7 separate regions of the Mus musculus genome follow, and regions 1, 2, 4, 5, 6 and 7 are each linked to region 3. The links are chromatin contacts, called in public Hi-C and promoter capture Hi-C maps. All regions are on one chromosome and are shown on one strand. The core of a region is the stretch at or near the end of the contact, and the rest is flanking DNA. Distances in the headings are between cores, read along the strand shown.

Evidence for each region. Promoter capture Hi-C pulls out the DNA fragments that hold promoters and counts their contacts. A called contact is a pair of places that touch in the nucleus more often than the background predicts.
Region 1: a contact with region 3 is called in a Hi-C map of uterus, with 5 times the contacts expected there. The contact joins the promoter of 1700030J22Rik here to the promoter of Mon1b in region 3. A contact is called at or near these places in 5 of 484 Hi-C or Micro-C datasets (CD4 T cells, CD8 T cells, muscle stem cells and 1 more).
Region 2: a Hi-C map of CD8 T cells shows a contact between it and region 3, with 5 times the contacts expected there. The contact joins the promoter of Pkd1l3 here to the promoter of Mon1b in region 3. A contact is called at or near these places in 3 of 484 Hi-C or Micro-C datasets (CD4 T cells and CD8 T cells).
Region 4: a contact with region 3 is called in a Hi-C map of uterus, with 2.9 times the contacts expected there. The contact joins the promoter of Cenpn here to the promoter of Mon1b in region 3. A contact is called at or near these places in 1 of 39 promoter capture datasets (liver) and 3 of 484 Hi-C or Micro-C datasets (CD4 T cells, muscle stem cells and uterus).
Region 5: a contact with region 3 is called in a Hi-C map of CD8 T cells, with 5 times the contacts expected there. The contact joins the promoter of Cmtr2 here to the promoter of Mon1b in region 3. A contact is called at or near these places in 1 of 39 promoter capture datasets (pre-B cells) and 6 of 484 Hi-C or Micro-C datasets (B cells, CD4 T cells, CD8 T cells and 2 more).
Region 6: a contact with region 3 is called in a promoter capture Hi-C map of pre-B cells. The contact joins the promoter of Mphosph6 here to the promoter of Mon1b in region 3. A contact is called at or near these places in 1 of 39 promoter capture datasets (pre-B cells) and 2 of 484 Hi-C or Micro-C datasets (CD4 T cells and rod photoreceptor).
Region 7: a contact with region 3 is called in a Hi-C map of regulatory T cells, with 8 times the contacts expected there. The contact joins the promoter of Dhx38 here to the promoter of Mon1b in region 3. A contact is called at or near these places in 2 of 484 Hi-C or Micro-C datasets (CD4 T cells and regulatory T cells).

Annotation. Positions count from the first base shown.
Region 1 is chr8:116,977,559-116,980,258 of GRCm38.p6, reverse strand. It overlaps 1700030J22Rik (RIKEN cDNA 1700030J22 gene), which reads left to right and starts at 1,300. Exons shown (of 3, transcript NM_027103.3): 1 at 1,300-1,480.
Region 2 is chr8:109,612,859-109,615,558 of GRCm38.p6, reverse strand. Pkd1l3 (polycystic kidney disease 1 like 3) reads right to left here and starts at 1,325. Exons shown (of 33, transcript NM_001286454.2): 1 at 736-1,325. The coding sequence starts at 1,042.
Region 3 is chr8:113,634,440-113,637,139 of GRCm38.p6, reverse strand. It overlaps Mon1b (MON1 homolog B, secretory traffciking associated), which reads right to left and starts at 1,341. Exons shown (of 5, transcript NM_173015.3): 1 at 871-1,341. The coding sequence starts at 1,018.
Region 4 is chr8:116,920,443-116,923,142 of GRCm38.p6, reverse strand. Cenpn (centromere protein N) reads right to left here and starts at 1,403. Exons shown (of 12, transcript NM_028131.3): 1 at 1,360-1,403; 2 at 702-815. It overlaps Cmc2 (COX assembly mitochondrial protein 2), which reads left to right and starts at 1,707. Exons shown (of 4, transcript NM_026844.3): 1 at 1,707-1,792.
Region 5 is chr8:110,216,637-110,219,336 of GRCm38.p6, reverse strand. It overlaps Cmtr2 (cap methyltransferase 2), which reads right to left and starts at 1,377. Exons shown (of 2, transcript NM_146215.4): 1 at 1,251-1,377.
Region 6 is chr8:117,800,658-117,803,357 of GRCm38.p6, reverse strand. It overlaps Mphosph6 (M phase phosphoprotein 6), which reads left to right and starts at 1,384. Exons shown (of 5, transcript NM_026758.4): 1 at 1,384-1,506. The coding sequence starts at 1,456.
Region 7 is chr8:109,564,528-109,567,227 of GRCm38.p6, reverse strand. Dhx38 (DEAH (Asp-Glu-Ala-His) box polypeptide 38) reads left to right here and starts at 1,367. Exons shown (of 27, transcript NM_178380.2): 1 at 1,367-1,737. It overlaps Txnl4b (thioredoxin-like 4B), which reads right to left and starts at 1,336. Exons shown (of 4, transcript NM_175646.4): 1 at 1,165-1,336.

The DNA of each region.
Region 1 (2,700 bases), core at 51-2,550, 3.3 Mb before region 3:
GAGCTTTTCTGTGGCTGTTGAAAAGACTTGTCTACCTTCGGTTGTAAAGATCATGGTTGAGTGGCCAGGTCTGGTGGCATGTGCTTGTAATTCCAGCATTCAGAGACAGAAGGAAGCTGTTGGAGGCCAGACTAGACGTCATAGTGAAAGCCTACCTCAAAACACCGAGGAACGGAGACACATCTTGGTGACAGACTCGCTGTCTAGCAGGCGAACCTAGAAAACAATGAAAGAGTGTGTCTTTATGACTGTCCAGTATGAACATGGTGTACATACATATACACAGGCAGAACACTCATACGCATAAATCCAAAAATACATAGAAAATTTTAGAAATATGTGTCATAGCCCATTAGATACGCTGGTATAGCAATATAATTACAATATCTATCATATATGCTTGTTAAAGTATTTCCCTCATATATATGGGGGAAATAACAAATATTCACAGTCTAGAAGAGGACTTTGTTCCAACTTCATGTGTCATATACATCACATCTTTAGAGGCCGTTAATGCTATAAATCTATGCTATCGATTGTATATATGCTATACTGTATATATATTATATAATGCTATAAGTGTAAAAAGTAGTAATTCTTAGCCATTTTTTCCAAAAGCCTTTGACTCAGCCTGCTTTTGGAGACTTGTTTTCTTAATACTTTTTAAACCAGAAAGCAAAGGGACCTTGGAACTAGACATGAGTTGGGCACCAAGGGCAGCATAGTGGAGAAGTGGGCGGCCCCCTCGCGAGAAACTGCTGCTTCTGCCCCACTAAAGTGGGCAGCACCAAAAAGAACAAAACCAGAAATCCTTCCTGTCAGCAGGTGTGGAAGCCCACGCCCTCGATCCCTTCAATGTTGATTTAGGACATCGAGGAAGGAGGGTTGCCATGAGTTCGAGACCGCACCAGGCTACAAAACAAGGAAGACTCGGTCTCAAAATTATGCAACTAGGAATGAGTCGTCCCGCGAAGTTCTGCTCTCGCTTTCAACACGGGATCCCAAGAAGGAAGGGACGATTCTGCCCAAAGGAAGAAGTGGCCAAATCTCCAGACACTGTTTGTGTGGCCTCTGAGGCATTCCTTCTAGAAGGCAAAAGGCTGTTGCAGCGCAACTTGGCCGCCCAACGTCGCCAGTGCCTGCGAAGCTCTCGAAGCGTCTGGCAACGCGGCACCTAGCAACCACGCACAGAGCGACGGGAATGCTCCTTAGCCCCGCCCTCAGAGGGGACTCCGCCCTTGAGCTGGTTTGTTGCGGGGTTACGTCACTTCCGGCATGCCTGCACCTAGGCCCGCCTCCGACGCGGCCGTAACCTAGGGCAACAGCCCGGCTCTTGGGGGCCGCGACTTGCCGCTCCGGACCTTCCTTACCTCGCGGCCCCGTAGGAGCGTCTGAGTGGCTGTGGCCACGTCCTCACCCCGGGGAACACTCCCTAGACACTTCACGGGCGGCAGAGCCGCGGAAGGAAGCAATCTTCAGGGTGGGTAAGCGAGACGAAGATGGGGTACGGTTCTGGGGTAGCCTGGACTGGGCGGGGCCTAGGGAGCCGCTTGGGCCTCAGGGAGGAGCCGTTTGATAGGCGTGGTCTGTGGGGGCGTGGTTGAGGTTTCAATGGAAGGAGCTTGATGCAGCCCTCTTGATCTTCTGAAGGAAGGGTAAACTCTCAGCTTGTAGCGTGTAGGGAGCCTCTTGGAGGGAGGGAAGGAACTTATGCGGCATGAAGGAGTGTGCAGGGACTATTAGTAAAAGGGAGAAACCAGGTGGGAAGGCGTGGGCGCGAGATTCCGTCTGCCGTGAGCCTTGGGAGCCCTCAGAAGGCCATCCTTTCAGGACCCAGCCCTTAGTGAATTCAGAGAGCCGGAAAAAAAGGGGCGGAATGAAACCCCGTCCAAAACAGAAATCTAGAACCTAGGCAAAAATGAAAAAGGGCACGAGTTGGAAATGGTTGACATAGAAATGGCACACGCCCTACCCTGCAAGTGGAATTATTGGCTGTTGTAAGTTGCTATGTGGGTGCCAGGAACGAACGTGGGTCTTTGGCAAGAGTAGCAAGTGCTCTTAACTGCTGAGCCATTTCTCCAGCCCTCAGTCACCTTATTTTTATTTATTTATTTATTTATTTTTTTTTTTTTGAGACATGTTCTCTCGCTGAACCCAGAGTTCACTGATTTGGCTAGCCTGGCTAGCTGGCAAGCTCTAGGAATCCTCCTGTCTCTGCTTCCTGGCGCTGGAATTAAAGGCTTTCATTCATTATAGCAATTGGCTTTTTGTGTGGGTACTGGGGCCCTTAACTCTGTTTTCTCTACCTGTGTGGCAAGCACTGTATGACGGAGCCATCTTCTTTCTCAAGCCCATTCGAGAAGAAATGCATGGGCTTGTAAGCCAGGAAGCCTAACCTGAAAATGGTAAGCTTCAGGCTCACTGAGAAACTGTCTCAAGGGACTAAGGCAGGTGAGGAAGAGAGCAGGGGTACCTGATGTGCACACCATGTGTGTAAAAACACGAGTTTAAGAAAATGGAAAAATATGGGCTGGAAAGATAGCTAAGGAGTTTAAGAGCACTGGCTGCTCTTGCAGAGGGCCCAGGTTCAATACCCAGAACCTACATGGTAGCTCATGACTAACTCGAGTTCAGAGGATCCAATGCTCTTCTCTGGTCTCCTAGCATGCAGGGCTCGCAGCCTGCGGTACACAGACATGC
Region 2 (2,700 bases), core at 76-2,575, 4.0 Mb after region 3:
TTTCAGGACATCTTGCACTATAAAGCAAAACTGTCACAATATAAAACAAAACAACAAAAATTCCAGATACCCCAAATCAAATAAAGCAAAATAACACCATACATGAAGACTCAGGAATTAAGTTTTAGACAGGCTCTGACAAAAAGCTCATTGCCACCGGTCAATGATGGTGCACACCTTTAATCCCAGCACTCAGGAGGCACAGGCAGGAGGATCTCTGTGAGTTCAAGGCCTGGAACGTGATCTACAGAGCACATTCCAGGACAGCCAAGGCTACACAGACAGACCCTGTCTCAGGGGGGGAAAAAGTACATTGCCATTGCTATGGAGACAAATGTTGGCCGAGACACAAAAGTGGAAAGCGTATGGAGAGAGATTGATGGTCAAACTAACCCTTTTTCTGATTATAAAAGCTGAAAGGGGGCTGGAGAGATGGCTCAGAAGTTAAAAGCACTGGCTGCTCTTTCAGAGGTCCCGAGTTCAATTCTCAGCAACCACATGGACACTCACAACCATCTGTAATCGATCTGATGCCCTCTTCTGGCAAGCAGGTAGATGTGCAGATAAAGCACTCATACGTAAAATAAATAAATCTCAAAAAGGGAAAAAACAATACCTTAAAATGTAATCTGAAAAAAAAAAAAAAAAAGTGGAAAGGCCAAAGATGACTTTCTTCCACCCTAGAACACAGCCCAAGAAAGCTTTTCCCCTCAACATTCAACACGAGAGCCCTACCTGTCTGATTTATCCCTGGATGCGATCCGGGCAGCGTCAGGTTTCCCCTGACCCACCACACTGTTTCTTCATTCAGGAAGCTTTTTAGGAAACCCCGAAGCTTGGGGTTCCACGTGTGGGCTAGGCGTCCTCTCTGGGCGTGGCAGTAGTTATCTGCTTCCTGGAAGTCACAGAAAAGTCTGTTAAGCTGATAGCAGCTGTTTCCCCCATGTTGCTCCCGGATGCTTGGTTTACGTCCCAAAATATCACCCAGAATGACACCGATTCTAATGTACAGCCAGAGCCAGGACCGCCTCTGCAAGAGCATTTTTCTCTCTGTGCCGAGTGAGAAGAGAGAAGATGTACGGAGGCTCGAGTGAGAAGAGAGATGTACGGAGGCTCGAGTGAGAAGAGAGAAGATGTACGGAGGCTTGGCAGCTGCCTGGGCTTTTAAATAGGACTCAGTGAGTTTGTCAGAATCGTCCGTATTGTTCTTTTGTGGGTTGGGAACAACCTGCCAAGGAGATAAAGGTTTTGTTTTGTTTAGGGAAGCTATTTCTCACCGGCTGCAAATGAATAGCAAACGGGGCTTTACAGTCGGGGGCACCAATGTCTCCATCTGTGTCTACACGCCCAGATGTATCTTTAGCAAATAAAGACCCATTATGACGCCAAAGCTACCTGCAAGCAGGGAGAGGTTGGTGGATATCGAAACCAGTGTTACTAGACTTGGCGAGCTTAGTTCTTAAAGCATGGGCTCTAACACAGAACCTTATGCACTCTATACAAGCACCCTAGCAATGAGGTATGTGTCCAGAAAAATGGATACTTTTTTATGAAAAGGAAAACTTTCTTTTGTTGTTGTTATTTTCAAGACAGGGTCTCACTATGTATCCCTAGCTGTCCTGGAACTCACTATGTAGACCAGGCTGGACTTGAACTCAGAGAGATCCACTTGCCTCAGCCTCTTGAGTGTTGGTATTAAAAGTCTATCTATCTATCTATCTATCTATCTATCTATACACACACACATATATACATACACACACACACACACACACACACACACACACACACATATATATATATATATATATATATATATATATATATATCCTCTTTTTTATCTATTCATCTGTCATCTGTTTACAGGCACCTGAGCCACTGCTGTAGCTTGGCTATGGTTAACAGTACTGAGTATTAATATGGACACACAGGCTCTCTTCTGAGTGCTGACTTCATTCCCTGTGGGTATACACCTAGTCTTCATATAGCAGAGTCATATAGCATCCTTGTAGTTTGTTTTTTTAGGAACCTCCCTATTGTTTGCTACAGGTTACACGTGGTTACACTCCCACCAACAGTGTATAAAGGTAACTTTCCCCGATTTTGATGAGGGCCATTCTGAGTGACGTGAAATGGATTCCCAGCATAGCTTCGGGTTGTATTTTCCTGATGGCTGAGGATGAAGGGTTAATGGTGTCTAAGCAGCAGCTGGGCTGAGAGGCTCTGGGCAGGAAAGTTGATTGACAGATGACATCTATGGAAGCTCCTAATCAGGAGATCCACACAAACCCGCTGGGAGCTACCACTTCCTGACTACAGGGGAAATGACCTGCAGATGGACTGGGCTCTTCTGCCCCCAAGACCCCAACTCCACATGTACATGGTCCTTGTTCCTGCGGAGAGACCATCACCTTTCATTGTGCTGAGAAAAGGACAAAGTGTTCCCAGGGAAGGCCAGTTTATTTTTTTATTTCTGTGGCAACTCAGTCTAACACAGGGTGTGTAGCATCTCCCCTCCCCATATTTACCAGCTGTCTGAGAAGTGTCAGCTCAGATCATTTGCCATTTATTGACTGCATTACTTATTCTCCTAATAACTTTTTTTGGGAGTCCCTTTATACATCCTGGATACAATCCTTTGCCAGAATACTGGGCTGACAAGGAGAGTATTTATTTGAAAAACTCAATCATAGGGGGCTG
Region 3 (2,700 bases), core at 92-2,591:
GCTACATTAACACCCAAGCAAACACATAAGAGCATCCATGAGCATCCCAGACACCTTAGTCTTCAATAACCTTTACATGACAGTTCTTATTTTCCTCCAGGTCTGGGCCCCCACTCCACCAATGGCCACCATTAACAATCACTAACCCACAAGGTTTTCACGGTTCCCACAGTTTTCCGCCCAGAGTTATCACTTTAAATCCCATAATGAAGCCCCTTGCTTTCTTCCCACCGCCTCTGATGTCTACTGACTCACCCAAGGACAATCATCCATTTGCAACCCCATCTGATTTTTTCACCCTCAAGTGTTTTCCTATGTTCTTAATTGCGTACCGATATTCCCATGTTCCCAAATACCCAAGCAACACGTCTCAATTCCCATCAAGGAACTCCCATCAAGACAACCCTTTTGGGACCCAACTATGCCCCCTTTGTTTCTTTAAGGTGGTACACTCAGGTCAAGTACATTCTAATTTCCTTGCAACAGAAGGGTGTCCCAGGATGTGAGAACACCATTGTTAAAATGGGACTGTTCCGGGCAAACCAGCACAGTCCATCTTCCTAGCCTTGACACTATCACCACCACCACCACCACCACCACCACCACCACCCACCATAGAATACATTTGTAGAGGCACAATGCTGCCCCTTCCGGACAACAGCTGACACCCATTGGCTTCTATGTCATTTCTCAACGATTTCAATTAAGTCAGCAAGTCTGTGTCCAACGACTGACTGAGAGCTATGCCTCAAGCTACTTTCTTGGGTTCCCAAAGACTGCCCACTGGTCTCCCACTGATCTCTTCCCGCTCAGCTAGCAATGACAAGCCCTGGGGGTTTGCTTCCAAGGCTTTATTGAGGGAAGCTATACCTGTGTCCTCCGGGTCCCCATCTCCGGGATCCAGCGTGCTTGCGTGAACCCTTTCACTGTCTCCAGCCTCCTCTCTGGGGAACTGCGTGTCCACCAAGTCCTCCACGCCCCCGGGGGCTGGGACAGCATTATCTCCTCCGGCCTCCATCTGCACATCCCTGGAGAGAAGGGGAATCGAGGGTGATGGGCAGCAACAGAAAACTTCTTACAAGCCTTCAGGGAGCCAGACCCCCCGGATACATTCCTAGTGCGGTTTCCCCTACGGTTTTCGACAGGACGCGACATTCAAAACCATGACCAAATACTTGCACCCTCCGGCACTTTCGGATGGGTGACGCTCCGCTGGGCTTCTGCCAACACGGTACATCAACACCTGTTTCAACCTCTTATCTCAACTGGGTGGACAGCAACACTTTGAGGAGCCGCTGCCGCACCACACTTCCTGGTGTGGTGGGGACTTGCCACACTTCCGGAAGCGACGCCTCCCCGGGACACTTCCGGTTTCACGGCCGTATTGACTCCCCGGAGTGCCAATGGCAGCCACACGCTGCGTTCCCTCACCGTAAGGATAGCGCGGGACTCTCCCGGAACTCTGTGGAATCTGCGCGTCCTTCCACCGGACGCAGCCAGGATCGGCTGTGAAGTGGGGCCAGACCGGCCCACTTCGCGTACCAAGGGCTACCGGCTGAAGGGGGCGCGGCCTGGAAATCTACTAGGTCGAGGGGGCGGGACCTAGTCCCTCTCACCCAATCAAGAGTAGGCTCTCCCTTATGTCCCGCCCCATTCTGGTGGAGCCTCCGCAGATAGTGTGCGCTAATTGGCGAAAGCCACTGCTCATCCCTTGACTGACATCTCCCTGTTTCTAACCGAAACCTCACTCCTGTTCCGGTCTTTGCTGGAATGAGAGAATGCCGAACCAATGAACTCGCGTCCCCAGTATTGAGACAACTTCACGCTCTTTTATTCAATTATAGGGGCAGGGCGGAGCGTATGCTTGACGGACAGCTCTCTTTCCAATCGGAACGTCGCCCGCAGCCCAGTCAGCCTATGGGACTCGGATGCTGAAGCAAGAGGCGGGCTCTGCTGGTGGGACTGACTCTTGGGATTCTGGACTCCGCCAGCCTGCGAGGGGAGCTTACGGAAACAAAAGCAAGCTGCTTAGGGCTAGTGTGTGCGGGCAACACGAGCGCACCCCACTAGCAAGGAGAGGTTCTGTGGGCCGAGCCAACCAGATCGGCAGCCTAATCCAATAGCGGAGTGGGGGGTGTGGTTGTCAGGGACCGCTGCGTTCTGGTTGGCTGAGAATTCTGCCGCACCTACCTCCGGGTATCACCATTGGCTACTATGTATGATGGGCCAGGGGCAGCAACAGCAGTGAGGAATCTTGTGAACAGAAGCACCTAGATGCTCTCTTCCTTAAGGCTGTGGAGCGGGGATAGGTGTATCTAGGCGGCCAGAAGTCGCTCCAAACTAAGTGTTGTTCATTTTGGTTTTGAGTCACAGGCTCCTAATAACCCAGGCTGGCCTTAAACTCGCGATCCTCCTCCCTCACCCTCTATCTGGCCCTAAACCCAAGTCAGAGTAGATTACAGTGCTGCTCCAGCACCTGCCATTGCCTTTAGGTTTAGAATGAGGGTGTGAATATCCCTGTTCTGGACGTCCAGGTCCGTTTTTTAGGTCTTTCTGTACATTGGTCTTTGAGACTGCTTGAAGCCTCGCAGTTTGTGTCTCTGAGTGTTACTATATTATTATCAGAGAAAATAGAGTTAAAATAACAACAACGACGACGACGACATAATGACATAAAGGTCGAGGATTTCTGTTTTGGAT
Region 4 (2,700 bases), core at 154-2,653, 3.3 Mb before region 3:
CTCAGAGATGGGAGGACCACACCGTGACTAGGGCTGCTTAGTTGTGTATACCCTCTGCTTTCTGTTGAATCTTCTGTTTCAGGACTCAACACTTGGTGTGTGGGTCACTAGACCTCTTTGCTCTTCCCAGTGTGGCCACACTGAATACATGTCTCTTTTCTGCCTCTCATTTAAGACTTGTCTTTTTTAGCCAGGCGGTGGTGGCGCACATCTCTAATCCCAGTACTTGGGAGGCAGAAGCAGGCGGATTTCTGAGTTCAAGGCCAGCCTGGTCTACAAAGTGAGTACCAGGACAGACAGGGCTATAAAGAGAAACCCTGTCTCGAAAAAACAAAACAAACAAACAAACAAACAAACAAAAGACTTGTCCTTTTAAGTGGCCTATGGAGCCTAGCTTGTTAGGGCTGCCAGGGCTGGGGGGTTCTGATCCTAGCAATTTCAGTCACCATGAGCCAAATCACACAGCGAGTCTGGTCACCCAAGAACAATCTCATATGCACTTGACTAATGACTGATGGAAGAGTGACTGGATACCCACCCTAAGCGGTATGCACAAGGGAAGGATATAGTTCCACTGTCTGTCAACTATTAAACCAACACCTTGTTCGTGACAACATCTGAGAGCGTTTTCCTGATCCTCAGTGAGGTAAATTAGAGGAGAGTGTATGCAAAGCAGGCATTTCTCCTATCCCAGTACTGACCAGGCCAGATGCGGCTATAAACTTCGGAGATCAGGGCCTTCGGGGTGGGGTGCCCAATCCTTAGCACTTCCGAAGATTCTTAATTCTGAGTGATCTATCTGCACCATGCCCTTCCTAAAAGAAATGACAGAAAGGGCGTAACACATCAACAAAGTTAGCAAGTCTTTGAGTGAACTTTCTGCCCTGTTACTATTTCAATTTCTATTTTCTAGCGCTTTATTCATGGTAGCAGCTAAGACAAGGCTGTTGAATGTACACGTGACAATAACGATCCGGTAGACCCGCATGGAGCACAAGGAGTATAGCAACAGGAGGCATGGACAAAAACTGAGGCGAGGCTAGGAATTAGAGAGCTGACACCTAGGCTCGACGGAACCTAAGGATCAAAGTAAAGCAGCTCTTGAGCGGGCAGCCCGGAGCCTCCATGGCATAAACGCCAAGGGACATAAAACCCCGCCCCACTCCGGGCGGATATGACGCCATGGACGCTCATCCCGGCCCTCTTGGCCCGGACCCGGCCTCCACTAGTGTCACTCCTAGGCTAAGATCCCGTGGCGGAACTGCGCCGTGGCAAGGCCCCCGTAGATGTCTGAGGCCTGGCTCCTGTAGTCCTCCCGCCGCCTCCGAGTCCAATTCGGTGTCGCTGAGGCTGCCTTACCAGTCCACATCGCCCGCCGTCTCTGCAGCGGTTCCCGCCGAGGTGCTTTTGAAGCCGCCAATGGCCGCTCGGGCCCCGCCCACCTGGCAAGCCCTCCGCACTGCTTCGGCTGCACGGGGGGACGCGGCTGTGGGCGCCTGATGGAAAACGCTTTAGATCCCCAGAGTCGCTGTACTCAGAGACAGGATCATGTAAATATAATTGTTCTCCGTCTCGAATTCCACCTGGCAGTCATCTCTGTGTGCTGTCCCCGCCGAGCCCCGGTGGGATGGCCCTAGATCCCCCTCAGCATGGGACAGTGGACCGGTCCAGGCGGAGCGATGCATGCAGGATGACGCATGCGCGGAGCGTCGGTGCTTGCAAGTCCTAAGGGAGCTGCGGGCTCCGTGTCGGTGACTTCTCTTTCTGTGCTTCTTGTAGGGGCTGAGTGACGGTGAGTGTCGGGTGTCCTTCAGCCTCCGGGCATCTGGCTGCCTGTGGCGGAAGGACGCGGCTCTTTAGCTTCCCACGCCGCGCTAGGTTCACCCATGTCCCTGCCCTTGGACCTTTACTAGGAACACTCTTCTTGGTGAGCCGCGGGCATGAGCTGTCACACTGCTGAGATCTGCCCGCCGCTCGCTGGCATTGCGACCTTGGGCGCGCGCCTGGTCGAGTGCGCGTACCCTGCTGCAAAACTTTGGAGATGCGTGACACTGAGGGCGCATTGAGCTAACTGTTCTGGCTGATAACTAATCTAGGGAGCTGCCGTCAAAAGTTTCTTTACTGAAAAGTCACTGGACTGGCTGGTGATGTGGGTATCTGTAAAGATCCCCCACGGTACACTTGACAAGGAAAGTAATGTTTAGGGTCCGTTAGATAGGCTTCGAGGACGACTGTGAGTGTTTTCACAATAGATGTATTAGAAGCCTCTGTTAAAACTTCTCGAAATCAAACAAAACCCCAGGCAAGGAGGGTAGGATGGTTTGCTTCAATCTCAGCTCTGGGGAGGTGGTGGAGGCAAGAATCAGGAATTCAAGGTCACCCTCAGCAACATAAGGAATTTGAGGCTACACTAGACCCTGTGTTAGTAACAAAACCCACTTTAAATGTATGCAACTTTGCCTTGGCAAAGGGATTCTCTTGACATCTTTTCTGTCTTGTACATCCAGGCCTTGGTATTTGGTTGATCGAAGTGAAAATACGCCTCTCCATTTTCAGTGTTAAATGTCAACATTCAGCAGACATTTATTTCTTTTTTCCTCTAAAATTTCCCTGGTCTTAGCAGACTACTTACCTGCCTACCTGGCACTAGTAGGAGATTGTTCCAGAATGATGCAGAGGAGGCCTATTCTTTTTTTTTTT
Region 5 (2,700 bases), core at 128-2,627, 3.4 Mb after region 3:
TTTCTGCACGCACAAAAACTCTACGTAAGAGCAAACAGAAAATTTACTACAATGAGCTCATCTGTCTTGATCCACGCTGTGCTTACTGGGAACCGCAGCTACATTTAGACCTCCAATACATTCTATTTTGGGGGGAAAAAAAAAGTCTACTTTTAGTCATTAACTTCACATACTAATTAGTGGCTGTGGTTAAGCTGTGAAATCTTACCGAAATTAAGTGGATAATTGCCTTCACTTGCAAACAACTAAAAGGATTCAAACGCTCCAAGGTTCCTGACTGTACTTGAGCCTTGCTGCCAACTCATTCTTAATATTACCGCCCCCTTATCCATTCCACTCCAGCCACACAAGCCTGCTGTTCACTGAAGACCCAGGCCACACCACGTTGGAACACTTTGCTCAATACTAAGAGGCAAGCTCTACCTGGGCTTTACTCCCCCAAGTATCTATCTAGCTAATCCCCTCAGCTCCTCCTGGTATTTGCTGGAAGGCACTTTACTCTGTGAAGCCTATCCTAACACACTTATTTTGAAATTGCATCTCGGGCTCCCCATGGCCCTTACCTCACTTTCTCCCACGGCATTCATGTTTATCACTTATTTCTTTTCCCCTGTGTTCTGTTTGTGACTTGTCGTTCTCAACTTCCTCAAACCAGAATGTAAGCTCCGCACTTCTGCAGGACAGTTATCTTTTATTTTGCTCACTTACATGCCACCCCAAAAGGTTCCAACAGTGGCTGGTGGGCACTTAAGTACACTAACATTAACTGGATAAATGGACGAATATTACACTTAGCCCAAAAGACAAAGCTCTGAACAGAATAATGCATTTCAATTTCACCCTAGCATTTCAATGTACGACTTAAAAACAAAAAAAATTTCAATTAAATGCATAAAATTTTTTTTCAACTAAATGCATGCCGTTTCCAAAGTGCATGTGAGGCTGATGAGTATCAACTGTATTATTTTGCAGGCTCCAAGTGGAAGACAGGAAGCTTCCTGTCCAAAGCCACAAGGAAATGATTATAAAATTTGTAAGTCCAACACCAAAGCCTTTAAGTTCTCAACAGCTGTCAGGTCTAAGTGAGCATAGGGAGTGTTAGCAATGGTCCCGCCAACTTTTCCTAGGAAATAAAAACACTGGGGCATGTGCAGTGCTCACACTGGGTCCTGGGACAGCCACCTCTCAAACACTCATTTGAGCAGCCCCGCCCCTTGCCCGCAGCGAACCGTCCGGGAACTGTCACTCACCGAGAAGCCGGGTCCGCATTCCTTCAGCCCACGCCCACCAGAGCCCCTCGAGCAGGAGCAGAGTAGCACCGCACACGCGGTCCTCACTCTAACGAGCCACCTGCCACTTCCGCTCCCGGGAACAGCTTCCGGGGGTGGCGTCTCCTCTGCGTACTTGGCAACCGGGTCGCGGACAAAGAGGAGGGAGCGCCTGGAAGACCGCCCGGACCTGCGCACGCGCAACTGGAGCCAGATCCTCCTCCAGACCACGCCCCCACCGGCTGCGAGGCTCTGACAGCCACACTGCACAGGCGCCTTCCGGGAGGCCTATCGTCACGCGCATCGACGTCACTCGGGAGGGTGGCAACTCCTGGAGCTGAGCTCTGGTGCGGAGAAACTTGTCCGTCTCAGCGGGTCGCCATGGCAACGGAACTGGGCTTTGGTACCCGAAGGTTTACCCTGGATAGATAGATGCTAGTTCCTAGGAGAGACTGCATTAAAATTGAAGCTCAATGGATAACTTGAGTGCAAAACCAAATTAAAGAAACGGAAGTATCATCACTTGGTGTGTTTACATATTAATAAACCAAGGAAAAAGAAAACCACCCGGTGTAGTGCCACAAGCCTTTGATCCCAGCTCTCATGAGCCAGAGGGAAACAGATCTCTGAGTTCTAAGTCACTCTGGTCTACATAGAGAGTTCCATGTCAGCCAGGGATACCAGAGGATGGACTCTCAGGCCTGGGACTCTCTAGTTAGGTTAGACTGTCCAGCTAGTCACTGGTATCCACCTGTCTCCACCTCCCCAGCTGTGGGGTAGCCACAGCTGCTGTGCGTTTATAAGTGTAACAGCCATCCTTTTTAGAGGAAAGCGCTTCACAGCACTTCCCTCATCCTCTCGCTCTCCCACTCTTTTCACCCACTCTTCTGCACTCCCCTTCCCTGAGCAGGTGTTATGTAGATGGCCTGTCTATGGCTGAGCTGTCAGTCACTTCTCAGAACTTTGACAGAGATGAGGGAAGAGCACCGTATTCAGAAGGCAGTTTGGCAACTTGACCATTTAGAGAAAAAAAAAAAAATCAGTGGACTCTCCCTTAGAGCCCACGATTTGTTAGTTATGGGTTTGGGCCATAACTAATACAAGGCATGAATTCCTCTTGTGGAGCAGGCAAATACCTACTGAATATTTTAGAAAAGCTCCCTTAAGTTCCTTCCTAGTCTTCCACCCTCAAGAAGCAGCTATCACTGTATTTCCCATCACCCTAATTTAGATGATCTGGTCTAGAATTTCACATAATTCAATCATTACACTTTGACTCTTCTCAGCCTCTCCCTGTTCAATTTATTATTTAAAATGTTTTCATCTGTATTGTCTTGTGTCTTTAAAATTTATATTGCAAGGGGTTTGTCATTCTGTGGGTTGACTTTAATCAGTTCTTCTACTGAAGGCTGACTGTTTAGTTTCTAGACTG
Region 6 (2,700 bases), core at 135-2,634, 4.2 Mb before region 3:
ACAGGGGAAGAAAGGCTACCAGCCACACTGGATGTGGGTTCGTCCTAAAGGTTGTCTCTTGAAAAGCCCTGTCTCCAAACACAGTCACATTTTGAAATAATGGGGGTCAGGACTTCAGTATTTGAATGGAAGGAGACATAAGTCTGCCATATATGGTTAGTCCGGTAACAAGATAGCAGGATTTTTATTTATTTTATTTTTTATTTTTGGTACATTCTACCACCAAGGCTTCATATAACGATATTTTCTTGACTTTCAAGCCTTCCCACTTTGATCTGAAGAGGGCCACCCTGGATTAAATTTAAAGTGACCCTAAAAGTCACTGGCTGCAGCCATTTTCTTCCTTCCACGGTATTTACTGCTTTCTAATGTAGCTCCAGGAAAGGGTGGGAATGTGTCTTTAGCCCCTTGGTGCTCACCCATGTCTCACTGACAGTTATGAGTAAATGTGTTTCTGTAACCACTTAACACATTATGTCTTTATTTACTCCACTGAGAAAACCTGCAGGGCGTTTAATATCCGGAATGCTTTATGAATCTCGACTTTACCACTTCTCCAGCGGGTTGCTTATTACATGCCAGTGATGTGTCCTTCCGTATACTTACGAGGTACGGCACCACAACTTGTGGAAGTCCATTCTGCCCTTCCATCACGGGGGTCCCGGGGATCAAACTCATGTCCTCCTCGGGCTTGGCAGCAAGTGTTTTCACCCATTAAACCACCCCTGGCCCCTTCACAAGTTGTCGCCTTGCGTACAGCTCTTGCTAGTTCCTGCCATTCTTCCCATTCCAGAAGGAAATCCTTCAGGCTCCAAGATGCACAGCGAACAGGTGTATGCATATTCATCAGTCTTCCACGGTTTGTGTGCAGCCCTACAGCTATCACGCAGCCTGGGTTTGTGACCACCTCCTTCACTCTGGGACAGAGCATAGCGACACCAGCGGCTCAGGGCTACTGAGAGTTCTAGAAAACACGCTTCATAGAAAGCCACCATTCGTATTTTTAAAACTTTTAAACTCTGGCAGCAACCTCAGCGGCCTCAGCTAGGACCTCAGCAAGGAACTTCCAGACCGGGTCGTTAGGGAGTCCTCGGGTGTCGTGGAGGCCCCGCCTACAGCTCCAGCGTCCTCCCCTTAATCCGCCTTTCCTGAGTTTAGCCCTGGGACCCTGAATCGCAGTCGCCCCGCGGTGGCCCGAGCTCTTACCACAGCTCTTTGCGGAGAGACGCGCTCCGGGAGCTGGAGAAGCCAGAAGCAGCTCCGAGCACTAGGGCGGGGCAGCGCGATGGGTGTGCCTAATCGGGGGCGTGGCAACGGCGCGGGGGCGGAGCTAAAGCTCTGCCACGCCTGTAAGCGACGTGGCCCGGGCGGGTCTAGAGCGTCGTCTTATCTAGCTCCGCTCTTGACCGTGCGCAAGCGCAGTGCGGCGGGAAAGCCTCTGCAAGTGCGTCCAACATGGCGTCGGAGCGCAAGACTAAGTTATCCAAGAACCTGCTGCGCATGAAGGTGCTGAGGTCGGGAATGCTGGGTTGTCGGGCGGGGAGGCTGCTGAGCTCCGAGATGTTCCGTAGTGGGACTCGGGCCGAAGCGATGGGCAGACTGGCTCGGGATGGCCGCGGCCAGCGCACCCCATTCATTCGCTCAGCCTGCGGGCCTTTGGGCACCAGGGGTGAGATTTTGCTTAGCCTGATGTGGGGAGGGAGCCTGCACAACGTTCATCAGAGCCTGCAGAGTTGAGTGCTGTGGTGGCTTTAGTGTCTGGGCCGCCTGGGAAGTTAGACTTCTCGCGAGAAGTGGTCCCTAAGGAGGAACAACGTGAGGGATGGCAGGTAGTGTCCTAAACTGAGGGAAAGTGAGTCCAGAAGCTAAGAAGGAGAAAATCAGGGACGTTGCAAAGAACTAAAGGTAGCTCGGACGTCTGAAAGACAAGGAGCATAAAATGAGGCTGGAAATCTTAGTGGTCACACATCCAAGGAATTGTAAGCCAGGCTGAAGTTTTGTTCCTGTTGCCTCATGAGCAGGAGGAAACTGTTTTCTGAGTTAATTGCTTTTTGTTTGTTTGTTTGTTTGTTGGGGGGGGGGGGGGTCGAGACAGGGTTTCTCTGTGTAGCCCTGGCTGTCCTGGAACTCACTCTGTAGACCAGGCTGGCCTCGAACTCAGAAATTTGCCTGCCTCTGCCTCTCCCAAGTGCTGGGATTAAAGGCGTGCGCCACCACGCCTGGCTAGTTATTGTTTTTTTAAGGCCACTTTAACTGAACTGTGGATGATGGTTAATCAGAAAGGCCCAGCCCAACAACGTGAAAGCTCACAGCCAAAAGGATGAGCTAAAAAAGTTCCTGTGTTCTGGGTGAAGGTTGTCTTCGTGGTGGGAATGGAGAAAATGTTAGTGGGGTGAAATGAGTTCTCCACTAACTTTTAAACAAAATGAGTTTCCCTTTGTGTGTGTGCATGCATAGCTGTATATATACCATGTGTGTTCAGGTGCCTGCGAAGGCCAGAAGAGAGTGTTGGAGCCCCTGAAACTGGAGTTTTAAGTCAGCAGGTATGAGTACCAGGACTTAGGCAAGAGTCAAGGGTGCTCTTAGCCACTGAGCCAACTTCCCCAGCCCATGATTTTTAAATTTGAAGTTGAGCCAGCTGAAGTGGCTTTGATGGCACACATTTGTAATCCCAGCACTTGGGAGGTGGAGGCAGGAGCT
Region 7 (2,700 bases), core at 118-2,617, 4.1 Mb after region 3:
TATGTCAAATTCCCTGGGACTGGAGTTAAAGATAGATGTGAGGTGCCACGTGGGTGCTGGGAGCTGAATCCCTGGTCATGTGGAAGAGCAGTCAGTGGTCTCAACCTCTGAGCCATCTCTCCAGCCTGTAGGTCACCCTTTAAATAGGGAAGCTGACTTCCAGGAGGGGTTTCATCAACTGTGAGTGTAGAACAAATTACTGATGAAAGAGAAACACAAAGAGAATTTGGACCCGTCTCGCCGTTAGAATTCACGTAAGCAAATCCCGTACTAGTAATAAAAAGAGGAAGGGGGAGTGTGGCGTGTCACCAGAGAGGGTCGGTGTGCTACAGGCCAGATGTTGGAAGGAGGGGGAAAGCGACACCACATCCAAGACAGTGTTCGCATGAGGGATGCAAATGGAGAATCATAAAAATTATGAACACTAAACACATTTGGAAAGCCAAGTTTTGCACGTAGACAAAGGATAGCAAGTTAAAAGGCAGATTTAAGAAATGCATTGAGTCTACAAACACCAAGTGAGACGGTAACACTCAGAATGGAGAGAGAGCGGAGGCATGCCTACTTCGTTGGAATTTGGATGCAAAAGCTCTTTGGAAAGAAAACTGGCCTCCTCTTTACACAACAGCTCTACTTTTGAGAATATGAACATAGACACAAAGACCTATGTTCATGTCTGTCAACAGGGCACTGATAGTAGTAGTCTTGCGAACTATCTTATACAGCTACTAAGAAAAGATTCGGAAGCAGTATGTAAAGTCTGATTCTTCTTTTTTGTAGAAACTTAACGTGTAATGCTTTCATAGGATAATGGAAATAAGCATCCTAAGATATAACCAAAGGACATATCTGAACATGAACTTATTTTCCAAGGATCTCGCTTAGTACCCCAGAGTGGCCTCAAACTTGTGGCAATCTTTATGCCTAAACCTCACAACTGCTGGGATTACAGCGGTATGTCACTTTAATCTACGTCAGGGCTGACGTCTACAAAACACCCAACGCATGTTTTTGATAAGAACCTGGTGGTTGGGTTCCCCCTGGTTCACAGGTGCCATGGAGGACACTTCGGTCTACATGTCAGCAACCCGGGCTCCTCCACCGGTTAGCTAGGGCACAACTGCCTCTTTCCTCACTGCCATCCTGGGAAAGACCCCAACTAACCTGGGCTGTATCCTTAGAAACGCTTCCTCCGACAGGAAAAAAAAAAAAAAAAAAAAAAAAAAATCCTCCCAAACGGAAGTGAGAAACACGGACGCAGAAAACGAACGTGCCACCGCGCGCCCCAGTCAATAGTCCGGTAATCCGACAAGATTATTTTAGTTCCTTTCCACTTTGCACTGGCCGCCAGCGACAGGAAGTGACGTCATTTCCGCCCTTAGTAAACATGGCCGGTCTCGTGTTGTCCTCCCTTGCACACCCCCGAGCCAGAGGCGGGGTGTTGACTCTTACGCCAAGCGCGATTGGTCGCAAGGAGACTCTGAACCCAGAGGAAGAGACTGAGGCTCGGAAGGCCTGTTCGCGGGGTTGCACTCTGGCGTCCCGGAACCCTGGATTTGTGGGCTGCTCTCGATGGTCTTTTTGGACGGATAGAAGGCTCCGCGCAGGGCATTATGGGACGATGATGGCCGCTTTCAAACAGCGGAATTTGCCTCTTTGAGACCCTCGGATCGAGCGGTGGCCGCGCTGGCGTCTCCAGATCAGGAACCGAAGGCCTCGAGAGTCGTGCTTGGTGAGGTGAGCGTCTCTTTCTCTTTCCAGATCTGTCCTTCGGCAGCCATGGCGGCTCCAGGCGGCCGGTGTCGGCTCGCGGCTTCTGTTTGGGCCCTGATTTCAGAGTTCCTCTAGTCCTTGTTACCCAAGTTTCTCTATTTGCTTGAGCGGAGAAGTTCATTCAGCCTTCTCCGGACTTTGTCCATGTTCTGGTCTCATCCCGGTGTTTGGGAACGGCCCCACGGAGATTCAGGGGTCCTCCCTGTGCCCTCGTTTAGGGCAGTACGCGAACCTGGTACCCGATAGTTGGAGAGCCTGGGTAGGGCTTCTGGTGCCTTCCTCCTGTCTCACTGAAGAGTCTCCACTAGATCTGGCGGATAATCTATAAGTAGAGTATTAACCCTAAGAGGAAAGGGCTCTTGTTTTTCCTTTATCGGTATTGTTGAGAATAGCAAGTGGATTAACGACGCATGCAGTAAGCAGTTGCTAACCTGAGAAGTCCATTGTGGCTTCTTTGTCACCGATGTTTCTCCATAGTCTGGCCGTGGACCGCTTTATTTGCTATTTTGAGCCGCTAATTAAGTCCTTCCTTGTCCTGTGTTGTGAATAATTTCCTGTCCAGAGAAATGTCTGACTTCCTGTTCGCTTTCAATAAATGATATCTAATCAGGTTTTTACTTTGCCATTTGTTAACAAGACAGACAGTAGTCTCTGCTTGCATGCAAATGACACTTTAGGATGTAAGTCGTTGTATCTCAGCCTTCCTGTCAAGATTTCTTAATATGCATATAAGATGCGACTTTGTTTCTCTCTTCTACCTCGGGAAACTTTTGCTTCTTCATCCACATTGTGTTGCAGCGCCCCTTGGGAGAGCTGTGCATGTTAATTAGAACACAGCAAAAGAAGTCTAGATTCAAAAGTCACAGTTCTCATGCTTTATAAACTTAATCGGAATGAGAATAATTAACTACATGTCCAACATAGGTC